Regions from separate parts of the Mus musculus genome. Here region 2 is linked to region 1. The links are chromatin contacts, called in public HiChIP or PLAC-seq maps. All regions are on one chromosome and are shown on one strand. The core of a region is the stretch at or near the end of the contact, and the rest is flanking DNA. Distances in the headings are between cores, read along the strand shown.

The links. HiChIP or PLAC-seq counts read pairs in DNA pulled down with a chosen protein or histone mark.
Region 2: an H3K4me3 HiChIP or PLAC-seq map of embryonic stem cells shows a contact between it and region 1, with 9 read pairs. The contact joins the promoter of Dph5 here to the promoter of Dbt in region 1. A contact is called at or near these places in 2 of 39 promoter capture datasets (the HPC-7 cell line and liver) and 2 of 115 datasets of contacts at active chromatin or transcription factors (embryonic stem cells and memory CD8 T cells).

The regions. Positions count from the first base shown.
Region 1 is chr3:116,509,586-116,515,494 of GRCm38.p6, reverse strand. It overlaps Dbt (dihydrolipoamide branched chain transacylase E2), which reads right to left and starts at 2,425. Exons shown (of 11, transcript NM_010022.4): 1 at 2,304-2,425. The coding sequence starts at 2,354.
Region 2 is chr3:115,885,707-115,891,615 of GRCm38.p6, reverse strand. Dph5 (diphthamide biosynthesis 5) reads right to left here and starts at 3,433. Exons shown (of 8, transcript NM_027193.2): 1 at 3,339-3,433; 2 at 3,019-3,176. The coding sequence starts at 3,153. A930005H10Rik (RIKEN cDNA A930005H10 gene) reads left to right here and starts at 3,486. Exons shown (of 2, transcript NR_015487.1): 1 at 3,486-3,852.

The DNA of each region.
Region 1 (5,909 bases), core at 1,176-3,675:
CATAAGTCAAATTTAAGAATGGATGTGTAAAAGAGGAACAATGAAGGATGTGGCAAGGAAAATCAAAAGTGTGTGATAAGAGGTAATAACCTGTAGAATAAGCAGGTTTTCAATAAAGAATGATACTTGAGAGGTTGGAGAAGCCACATCATAAATTTCCTCAATCAAGTGGCTTGGGGGCATTTTTTAAAAAGATGAGTCTTAAACAAGAACATGGCATAATCTAATGTGTGCCTCATTTTATAAGATCCTTTTGGCTGGCCTATGGGAAATGAACTACAAAAGAGGCTGATCAGAGGCAAGAGGCCCAGTTAGGAAAGACTAAGACATCTGTAATTAAGAGCAAGGTGGTAAATACTAGCTACATTTCTTCAGAGTTGGAAGGTAGAGTCAAGAGAAACAGGTTTGAGGGGTCTATTGTGGAGCCTGGAGTCTGCATCCCTGAGGCACTGTGGTGCACGGTGAGATGGCCAAAGGCTAGCTTTTCCAACTCCCCTGTGCTCGTAGCTAGGGAACTGTGTTCTAGCTGGTTATGTCAGCCTGGTAATATCCCTTCCTCCATCCTGACTTAAATGCCCAGTGAGTTGCTGCAGCTCCCGGATGGCTGTATGGAAAAGGTCAACTGCCCTGATGAACTGTCAGCCGTCATAGTGACAGTCACACATGTCACCTGTAGTCTATAGGCATAGATGGTGTCTTGTTCATTCACTGGATTTGTGTTACCTGCAGTTGAGAAAACACCTCATATTGTGCAACGGGAGATCTCTTGGACAGCTAGGGAAGACTAGAGAACGCCAGGGAACCATTAGCACAACTGGTGACTATATGCAAAGACGTGGGAGAGATAATGCAGGAAGTTGGAAAAGCGCAGAGGGCCAAAGCCAGGGCTTCTTTTTTTATTTTTTTTTTTTTTTAGTAGTCATCCATCACTTTATGACAGGTCTGTGTGAAATCTATTCACTATTAGATGAGCTAGTCTATGGACTCACCTTATGCTTACACAAACCAAATGGCTTAACTTATTGCCCACGTAAGCTCTATGCTAGCTCTTATACTACAAACCTGTCCAGCATGTCACTGTACTAAACACTGTGGGCACCCGTCACACCATTCTGTCTGTGTGTCCACACACATCAAACGATGGAAAAGGTCATAGGAAGTTGGCAGGTCTGTCGAGAGCCTATGGGAGCACTGTTGACGGAAGTCTTTGCGTGGTATTTAGAAGCTGGAAAGGAAAAGAGGGCAGTGGAATAGAGCAACTGAAGAGGAATATTGGTCAACTAGTGTCTCAGAATCCAAGAGTGGAGAGCTCTCGAAAGAAGAGTTGCCCATAATACCTACTAAGGTGCTGCTGACAAGAGTACCCTTCTGCTGCCTAGTTCCTACTTCTCTTCAGTCTCCGTACGCACTCACTAGTCCCCAGGAATTCCTCTCTGTACCCCCACTCCTCCATAGGTGTCCACCCTCAAGTGTCACAGGAGCTTTGAGCACTTGTTCCATAATAGCACGTCTTTCTAAAACCGTGGCTTTCTGTCTTTCCTTGCCTCCCTCTCTCCTATTCTCCTGTTCTAGGCTACAATGTTAGGAGGGAAAGGATGGTGGCTGGCTGTGTTATAGAAATATGCCCAGTGCCCAATACACACAGCAGGCTGGGAAGAAGGTTTGGAGAGATCAGGAGGCCAGCACTAAAGGAACATCTAGGGAAATGGGTAAAGTCTACGGTATCCAAAAAGTTATGTAATTAGGAAGAAACTAGATATGTAGTGGGATACATCTACGGTTGTTGCTAAAAGCTTGTGAGTGAGGGGGAACTGCAAATGGGGGTGGTAAATCGATGATTAAAAAGTTGGAACGACTGTGGACCAAGGGGAGAAGTGCAGCCCCGAGTGAATCAAGCTAGAGGCTTTTCTCTTCTCAGGTTAATAGTGCCAGCGTATGGCGCGCAGTGGGCTCTCAACAAATCTCGAAAGAACATAGCTGTGTCTGCAGTGCTTATCACAATGCCTGACATCTAGAAAGTACTCAAGCAAAGTTAAGCAGGTCAAAGGCCAGGATGTGGGTACGGTTGGGAAGAAAGCTAGTCGCCCAAAGCTAATCGTCAGAGAATCGCGCCCCGGGACGGGAAAGGAGTGAGTTTCCAGGCTCACTGGCACGCCACCTTCGCTGCCCTTCTGATTTGCATGCATCCTTCCATCACTTGCTCACAAGACGCGAGGCACTCGGAGAAGAAAGCAACACACAACTCCGGATAACATCTACTAAATCGATCCTTCCCAACCTTAGACCCATCCAACCCTGCTTACCAGTCTGACAGCGTTCTGGCTCCAGGTCCTCAGTACACGCGCTGCAGCCATTTTACTCCGGAAATAGCCACCAGCACACAGCTGGGAAAGACGCCTCCTCCAGGCGACCAATCCCCAGACCCGAGACGCACCTCCCTGAGCGGCCAATAGGAGAGAAGGAACGAGCCTCCCACCGGGCAGCCAACCAGGGCGAGGGGCGGGGCCGACTGAAGCCCCCCCCCCTCCCCCTTGAGAGGTGTAAAAGAATTGAGGGAGGGAGAAGGTAGACTTGGGGAGGACGACAGCTTAAAAATCCAGGACTTGGGTTGTTAAGTAGACGCGCATCAACAATCCATCTTTTTAGCTCAGATAATGGAGAGAAATCACGTTTAGGGGCTGCAGAAACTTGGGTTCAGTCTCCAGCACTCAATCAGGTAGGTCATAACAGCCTACAACTCTAGTTCCAAGGGATCCGACGCCCTCTTCTGGCCGTCTCGGGGCACCTGCATCCATGTGCTGTACATGCAAACAGTTGTGCACCCACACATACATAGATAATTTTTTAAAAAAGAATATGTTAAGGGCACACAAGAAGGGTCACTAATTGAAAACCTGAGGGGTCAGTAGCAAATTGTCTTTTCTGGTATTGTGCTGTAACTACATTAAGGGCAGAAAAAATAAGATGTTTCTATGTTTCATAGCAAGACTCTGATGCGCGACTTTTTCATAAGTCCATACAGGAACACTTCTCCATGATTAGGAATTCCTCTTTCCTGTATAGTGTCCTTGAGGTTGCTGAAATTGACTTCTCGTGTCTAAAATAAACATGTCATCACTTTGTCTTTGAGTCTTAGAAAATGTGGTCAGATGCATCATTAAGAAATGAGTCACAAACGTATAACCCTGAATTGCTTTGCCCCTTGAAGAAATGTCAAATTGAGCTCAAGTGGAACTGCTAAAGGAAACATCAGAAACCCAGCACTGTGAGGGTGACATGGGTAGGGCAGGCAGAGATGTCGCATTGTGAATGGAAGGCCAGTCACCCTGAGCTATGTGGTGAGACTCATTCTTAAACAAAATGAAACAAAGCCAGAGGGAGAGAATGAGAGAGAGGGAACTTTCTTTAATAGGTGGTATATAAATGCATACATTGTATATATGTTCAGTAAATTCAACGGTTCTTTCTTCTTAGAGAGAATAAAAATCTGCATCAATGTCTAAGGCGTTAGAGAGAATGAAACAAAACAGAAGGAAGCAGGGGCCAATAGAAACTCTCAGCACTGGAAAGTCGGTGGTTGTGAAACAAAAATCTCAGGTTTTTCACAAGTTGTTTAACTTTACACAGATGTACTATTGTGTAATGCACATTCATCTACTGTAGGCAGTAAATATAAATCATTGCCTTTATCAGAAAATCTGCAATAGACAGATGAGGTGACGAAAGTGTTTGATCCCAGAAGACAGTGGATCTTTGTGAATTTGAAGCCAGCCAGATCAACAAAGTGAATTCCAGTATAGCCAGGGCTGTTAGAGAAACCCTGTCTTAACAGCACCTCCCAAAATCGCAATAATCAAAAGAACTTGATTTTTAAAAACTTTTCCCATTATTTTGTTTGTTTTGTTTTGTTTTGTTTTGTTTTGTTTGAGACAAGGTTTCTCTGTGTAGTCCTGGCTGTCCTGGAACTCACTCTGTAGACCAGGCTGGCCTCCAACTCAGAAATCTGCTTGCCTCTGCCTCCTGAGTGCTGGGATTAAAGGCTTGCACCGCCACTGCCAGGCCCCATTAAACTTTTTATAGGTGCATTGAATAGACTTAGTAATCTTATATGTTCTTGCTTGTATAATGAGGGAAGGGAGTTAGTTGTTCCTAGGGCTCTTGAAAGATACTATGTAACTTTCTTCCATTCAGGCTTCTCTCGATTCTATCTTATTTTCAGGAAACAAACTAGTTTATCATCCTACGTCAGTAGATCCTGATTCCATATATGATTGTGTTCTTATCTTTGTTTGTAGCCGGGTTTTGGAACCTATTCACTAGATCTGAATGGGGCATTGCTACTAGCGCTACTAGCGCCAAGTGATGCAATTCTTGACTAGCCAACCGTGTTTTTGGTTAGTAAAACTAAGAGGGAGGGAAGGACCCAGAGAAGAAAGGGAGGCACCCAAGGAGGAAGGGAGGGGGACAGACAGAGACAGACAGACAGAGACAGAGACAGACACTGTAAAATGAACCTAGAGTCTTGCATAAGCTAAGCAAGCCGTCTATAACCACTGAGCATCATTGCCAGCTCTCTGCTTCTTTATCTACTAGTTTTGAGACAGGATCTCGATTAGCTGTCTGGGTGGCCTTGAAGTCATGATTATGCTTCTATTCCCCCAGCCTGCTTAGTATCTGGGATTACAGGCCCGAACCACCAAGCCTAGCTTAAAAATGGAATTTTGAGACAGCTAATGTTTATCTTCAATTTTAACTTAGGCGATGTTAGATTGCTTTGCAATGTGCTTGTACAAAATAACTTGTCTAGCAGCTGAGAGTGGGACTATTCTTTGTTTCTCATTTGACAGCCTTAGAAGTAATAGGTATTTACCTATTCAATGGCATTATGGTGTTAAAGTTTCTTAATTATTAGTAAAGTTAAACAGGTTTCACGTGTTTATTGGTTCTGAGATGCCGCCCCCCCTTCCCCCTCCCAGTCTGTGTAGTTCTGGCCTGGAACTGGTATGTACTCCAAGCTCCTACAGCTCTATCTGCCTTTGTTGATTGAAGAGATGTGCCACCCACACCAACCCTGGATATTGATTCTTCAAACGCTTCCTTCATGTACTTTTAACTGTTTCCTCTCTGTTGTGTGCATTCATTTTTCATTGTTTTCTTATTGATTCTTCTTTTGGGGGTCAGGGTTTTACATAGCACCCCCATTTTGAATACATACAATTGTGGCCAAAAACCAAACCAAACCAAAACCCAAACAAGCAGACCTGTTGAGCTTGCTAGGCAGACTCTACCAACTGAGCTACACACCAGCCTTCTTGTTGACTTTTCTTGTTGACTTGAGTGGGAGCTCTCTAAACTATGCAGTAACTTCTACAAAAATGAGATTCCCTGCTGTTCTTTGGTTTGACAATTTCCAGTTCTCATACACACAATAACCAGAAAGTTCTAACTTCACTGATCTTGTGAGGCTTTTGATGTTAATTTTTTTTTTTAATGACATAGGCGTTATTTCTGCTTTGGGACTGTTTTAAGTAATACTGCTTTTGAAACTTTAGACAAAACCTTTTGTGAAGACACATTTTCTTTCTTTCTGTCTGTCTGTCTGTCTGTTTTTTGGTCTTTCTGTCTTTCTTCCAACCTGAGAAGAATTCCTGGGGAAATCCCAGTTCTGAGTGTCTCTGTTGCCTATACTCACTCCTTCAATGCAGGTTACAATATCACTTACAGCTTTTTGGACAGTTTCTACCTCATACTTCTATCTTGTCCACTTCCTTCTACCACCCAAGTAACAGCAGGAGTTCGGCTTTAGAAAGCATAAGCTGGGGTCGAGACTATAGCTGTTTGGTACAGTGTTTATTTGGCATGCATCAAACCTCGACATCAGCCTCCAGCACTGTGATTAATAAAAACAA
Region 2 (5,909 bases), core at 2,184-4,683, 620 kb after region 1:
TCCCAGGACGACTGTATCCATATATCTCAGAGAACACACGTGGTCACTGGATACCAAGTACAATGGTCTTTACTCAACTAACGTACCCTGAAAACAATCAAGAAGCCACATGCCACCAACGTAATGCTAAACATAATCCGGGCTCTTACATACGGAGGTCAGAGGACAACCGGAAGGAGTTGGTTCCCTTCTTTTCCCATGTGGGCTCAGGAACTGGTTTAGATTATGGGTTTCCAAGACACCGGTTTAAATAACCAGCTATTTATTTCAGTTATTTACAGACATGTTATAGTTTCTTCCTCCCACTACTTTTATAAATAACTTAAGTCTTTCATTAAGTTTTCTTAGGTATAATGCAGACAGACCCTGAACCACTTGTAGACTCTACTGCTTATACATTTTTATATAAAGTACAAATGCATTCAACGAATAAGCATGTAAGATTTAAAGGATCAACAGTAATTACCTGAAGGAAGCTAAAGTTGCATATACCAAAAATGATGATAACTCTTTCTCAGGTCTGCTATCTCTACACTTCTTTTGGAGACTATATTAAAACACTACAACAACAGCGAACAGACAAACTTGGAATTTCTTTACCAACATCTGTATGTGTCTTTTATAAAATCTTGACTGGCTGATTATTAACAAAATGAAAGCATATGTTCATTATAGAAAATAGAACTATCTTTTCCCTGCAATATAATGATCTTTAGCTGAAACCAGACTTCATAAAGATATACATCAACAGTTTAAAAAAAATCAGTTTGTTTTAACAAGAAAATGTGCAAGTGAAAAACAGAAGAAGACTGAAGAGAAAGAGGTTCTACAATTGTACTGGAAATATAAGGCATGAACTTATAAATGAGTGACTTGAGGCGGATGGTACAGATGGGATCCTGTGGCAAGCTACTCGGGGAAGAACAGGAACTAAGAACCTGGAGGACATGAAGACAATACTAGAAGAATTCTGTAATAAAATAAGATCCAGTCCAAACCATTTTGCTTGCTATAACTTCTCTGTTATACTTTGTGTAGTTACTATCTAAAGCTAAGAATGCAGAGAGAATGTATGAAAGTCTGGAAGGATAATTCTCAACTCAGAGATACTTTAGTTTGAATGTTGTTCTGTCACTATCTGTATGATACTGGACAAGTTTTTGGAACATCCCACAAAATGGGAGCAGTAACTATAGAGGGCTGGGTATTGTAGCTCTGTGGCAAAGCAATTGTGGAGCATGTTGAGAGACCTTGGGTTCAATTCCAAGCACTGTCAGGAAAATAAACAAAACAGCAAAATAAATGTTCCAAAAATATCAACACTTATCACTATGAAATAACAGATATTCTGGTACCTTAAAAAAACTACACAAAATTTACTTATAGGTAAGGTAAGCCCAGACCCCTAATAATTACATTTATGCTTAGGGGAAAACCTTGAAAAATTAATATTTACTAACACTTATAATTTATAAAGCATTTTCACATACACCTTAATAAATACTATATAACTTTCAATTGGTTATTTTTTCTTTGACAAATGGAGAAACTAGCATTTAGAAATTTGGAAATATATCTGCTAGCAGCTAAAATGTCTGAAAACTTTTGTGATGGACACTGTTCTAAGAGCCTAGAAGGCAAACACATCCTGACCTCAATTTATAAGAAATTAAATGTAAAGGAATTGTCCAGGGACATGTCACAAGGCAAAACAAGTTATGTCCCAATTTTGCTCTAAGCTATTGTCTAATATTCTTTTGTTTTTTGCTTTTTTGGGGGTGGGGGGTTGAGACAGGATTTCTCTGTGTAGCCCTGTCTGTCCTGGAACTTACTCTGTAGACCAGGCTGGCCTTGAACTCAGAAACCTGCCTGCCTCTGCCTCCCAAGTGCTGGGATTAAAGGTGTGTGCCACGACTGCCTGTCTTCCCTTTTTGTTTGTTTTTGGTTTTTGTTTTTGTTTTAGAGACAGGGTTTCTCTGTGTAGCCCTGGCTGTGTTTAATATTCTATTCGATTAACCTGCCAGTTATCTATTTTCTCAAATGGTTTTAGGTCCATTATAGTTTCTGATCACTGATCCAAGACATATTTCTATCATCTTGAAGTAAGTATAAACACCGACAAGTGTGGCCAGCAAGTCAAACTGACCATTAAACACTACTTTTTTTTTTTTTTTTCTAATTCATGACCAACTTAAGAAGAAGCCTATTTAGGATTCAAGATTTTTAACATAACCCTGAAACCTTCAAAATTCTGAGTTGTGAATCTGAGAGATATGACCGGAAGTTCTCTGGCCCACACTTTTATATGGAAGACTTGACAATTTAAAAAAACAAAACAAAACAAAAAAACCTTCCTCTCCTCCTCTAACAACACATCAGCATCTTATCTCAATATAGGGTTCACTTTAAGTTTGACAATCAAGCAGAAACTGACCCTTCTTGTTGTAACTATTATTTACATATTTACCCTGTTTAAGGTATATAATGCACTAATACATCCTCTGGTTACTTAGTCACTCTATATGTACATGTGGGAATGACAGCCTTCCTGGGAGAGTACATGTAAGGTCTCTTTGGCTATGTTGCAGACAAAAAAAAATGAGATCGCTGTTCCCTATGGAACTACTTCAAAGACGGAAGCTTTCAGATCGCTTGCTGAATGTATAAGCAACTCATTAAGCCTGTGTCAGCACCTCATTAGCACTCAACTCGGAAAGGATGTCTGGCTAGCTCATGAAATAACGGATTTGATAACTATCCCCAAGAGTGTAAAATAACTTTTTTTTTTTTATTTACTGGAGAAAGGCACAAAATTAGACTTGTAAAGTAGGACAAACTACCGTTTCATTTCCCAAGTCACTGAGTATGAAGTAGATCTTAATGGACAGGGTGTGTGTTTTACAGGGGCTTAAAAAAAAAAAAAAAAAGCAGACGCTTAGAGTCTGTGCAGTCTAGGGTAGGAGAATCGGACGCTAGCTAGATGTCTTCCCCAGAGGCCTGGGGACTTTAATCACGTACCAGGGCTTCCTTCCCTACAGTCAGGACTGAGGTGTAGGCTTCCAGATACACGCGACTGCATCGTCTCACAACTTCCAGGCCCTTGACTGTGATGTCCTTGGCATCTCCCAGGCCCAAGCCGATCAAGTAAAGCATTCCGAACTCCAGGGATGGGGAGACTGCAGAGCGAAGTGAACAACAGAAAAACGTCAGCTAACACCGGGGACCTAAAGTCTAGGGATGAACATAAAAACCAAGGTGGCACCCTGCGTGCGTCCGACACTCCTGCATACTCTTAGAAAATAATGGAATGACTGTTTTTAAAAGTGTGATCCGATTACCCGCTTAGAGACTCGGAGGTGATTCGCTGACGTCCCTCAAAGTCTCACTGCAGCCTTTTAATAATTGCAGTCCCCAAACCATGTGCCCATCAGAGACAGAGCTTCCGGGTCTCACCTAACGGCGCCGTAAAGCGCAGAGCCCTTCACAGCACTTTACGACTGGCAGGAGGCGGAGATGACAGACCGCTCCAGGAACGAGCTATAGAGCGATCGCATACCCCCCGCAAGGCCCTCCAGGACTCGCTGACTCCCGGGCAGAGGTCAAGGGTCAGGAATGGGTCCAGCTGTGCGCCTGGAAAGGACCCAGCGTGCCCACGCTCCCGGCAAGCCAGGACTCAAACATCCCCAAAGGGCGTCCGGGCTGATGACGATAGCTCCCAATCGCCCTCCAGACGCACACTGGCAGGAACAACCGGAGGGACTTCCCTGACCGACCCCGCGTTTGCTCAGCTTTGAATTCCCGCTCTGTAGATCTGTCGCAATTTAACCAGAAGTCACCCTGGTGAGGGGACAGGTTGGCTTGCCCTGCTGAGTGTGGTTGTTAAGTTCCCAGGGGGGGGGGGGGGGCTGTGACTCCTTCTAGGGGTTTGTCCCTGGGATCTGATACCAGAATGCCTCAAGGGAATCTGCCTTAGTCACCCTCGGTGGAGAGTGACCTTTTAAGAGTGCTCAAGGGATGACTAAATACGAATGTGATGACATATACGGATGAAAAATGCCATAATGAAGCCCATTACTTAGTATGCTAACCAAAGGATAATTTTAAAAAAGAAAGTAGTTCTATGGCGGGAAGCGCATAACAAAAAGGAAAGTGCTTTAAACCTCTCAGCGGTTGTTGCAGAGATTCTTAAAGATTGGTTACACGCAGCTCCAGTAAGCGAAAAGTTTACACTGCAGATGCTCTTCCTAAATTCACTGGTAACTTTATCCAAGTTGGGAAGACAGTTCATTGCTTCTCTTGGCACAATGTAATGGCCTTTCAGATTTTTCTTAAGTCTAGCCTTTTCCTCCAAGGGTGCACGAAGACCTGATTCTCCCTGTTCCCACTAAATTGATTTATTCTTTGCACCATATTAAAATACATACACCTCAAAATAGATCATGGTGTAAATGGAAAGACCTAAAATTATAACAGAAGAAAAAAAAAAAAGAAAAGAAAAGAAAATCTGACCTATCCAGGGAGAGATTTCTCAGGTATGCTATAAAAGGCATGTTGCAAAGAGAGAGGAAAAAAAGTCATACTTTAATAATAAAAACTCCCTTCAAAAGACTGAAGTCGTACACTGAGAGAAAATGTTTGCAAACCAGAAATTTGACAAAAGACTTGTCAACAGAGCAAACAAACCAAAGGAAGGCTATCAAGATGCTGGTAAAGGAACTTGTCACGCAAGTCTGACAACCTGAGTTTAATCCTGGAACCCAGTTAAAGGTGGAAGAAAAACAACTCCACAGAGGTCTCCCCTGACCACCACAGGCTGGCACACCCACACACACCCCCACACCCCCCCACACACAAACAAATTAATAATAAACTGAAGATGAATTCAAATCTAATGGATTCTTAAATGGAACAAGAAAACAACTCAATGTGGAAAAATGTACAAAAGATTTTGAGTGATAACAAATAAGATAGGCTAATAACAGATAAGCATTTTAAAACTTGTCTAGCCGGGCAGTGGAGGTGCACACCTTTAATCCCAGCACTCGGGAGGCAGATGCAGGCAGGTTTCTGAGTTTGAGGCCAGCCTGGTCTACAGAGTGAGTCTTGAACCCCGCCCCCGCCCAAAAAAAAATCTAGAGAAATGGTTTTCAAAGTTCTTTTTAGATTATTTTATGTGTGTGAATGTTTTCCCTGTCTGTATGTCTGTGTACCATATGTGTTCCTGTGCCCATGGAGGTCAGAAGACGGTACCAAAATCTCTGGAACTGGAGTTACAGATGTTTATAAGCCACCATGTGAGTGCTGGGAATCAAACCTGATAATCCGGAAACCTATCCAGTTCTATACATCCAGAGCTGGATTCATCACCTTCTTTACCTGCGTGGTATCTGACTCTGTATCGGGTAGGTTTGACATTCCCCCAACCCAGATATTAGTCACCCCCACACGTACTGCCAGGTCTTCTCTGTCAGAAACCATACTGACTATCACTGTGTTGGTTCAGATCCTAGCTCTATTACTCTGTTAGCTTCCCATCTTGTTCCCTTCAAATGTGTCTTCACAGAAACCAGGGAGGACTAGTAAAGATACACCCTAAAAATAGTATCCCCCTTCTAAAAAAAAAAAAAAAACTTTGGCAAAAGAAACCCCATGCTCTTAAATTTCCCATCTATGGGATGTTGAGTACCTGCCTCCCTGGTCCCCTTACATACCATGAGCGTTCTTTCAGTGGTATTGACCCACCTGTAGTTCTGTGCCCAAAGCATGCAGCCACATGCACCCTGCTGACACCTCAGCTCATCTGAACATTAAAGCCTGTCTCGTCATCAGCCTAGATTCCCACTACCGATCCTTTACACTCAGGAAGTCTCCCCAGAGGTCTCCAGCCTCTAAGCAAAGGAGTCTCCTCT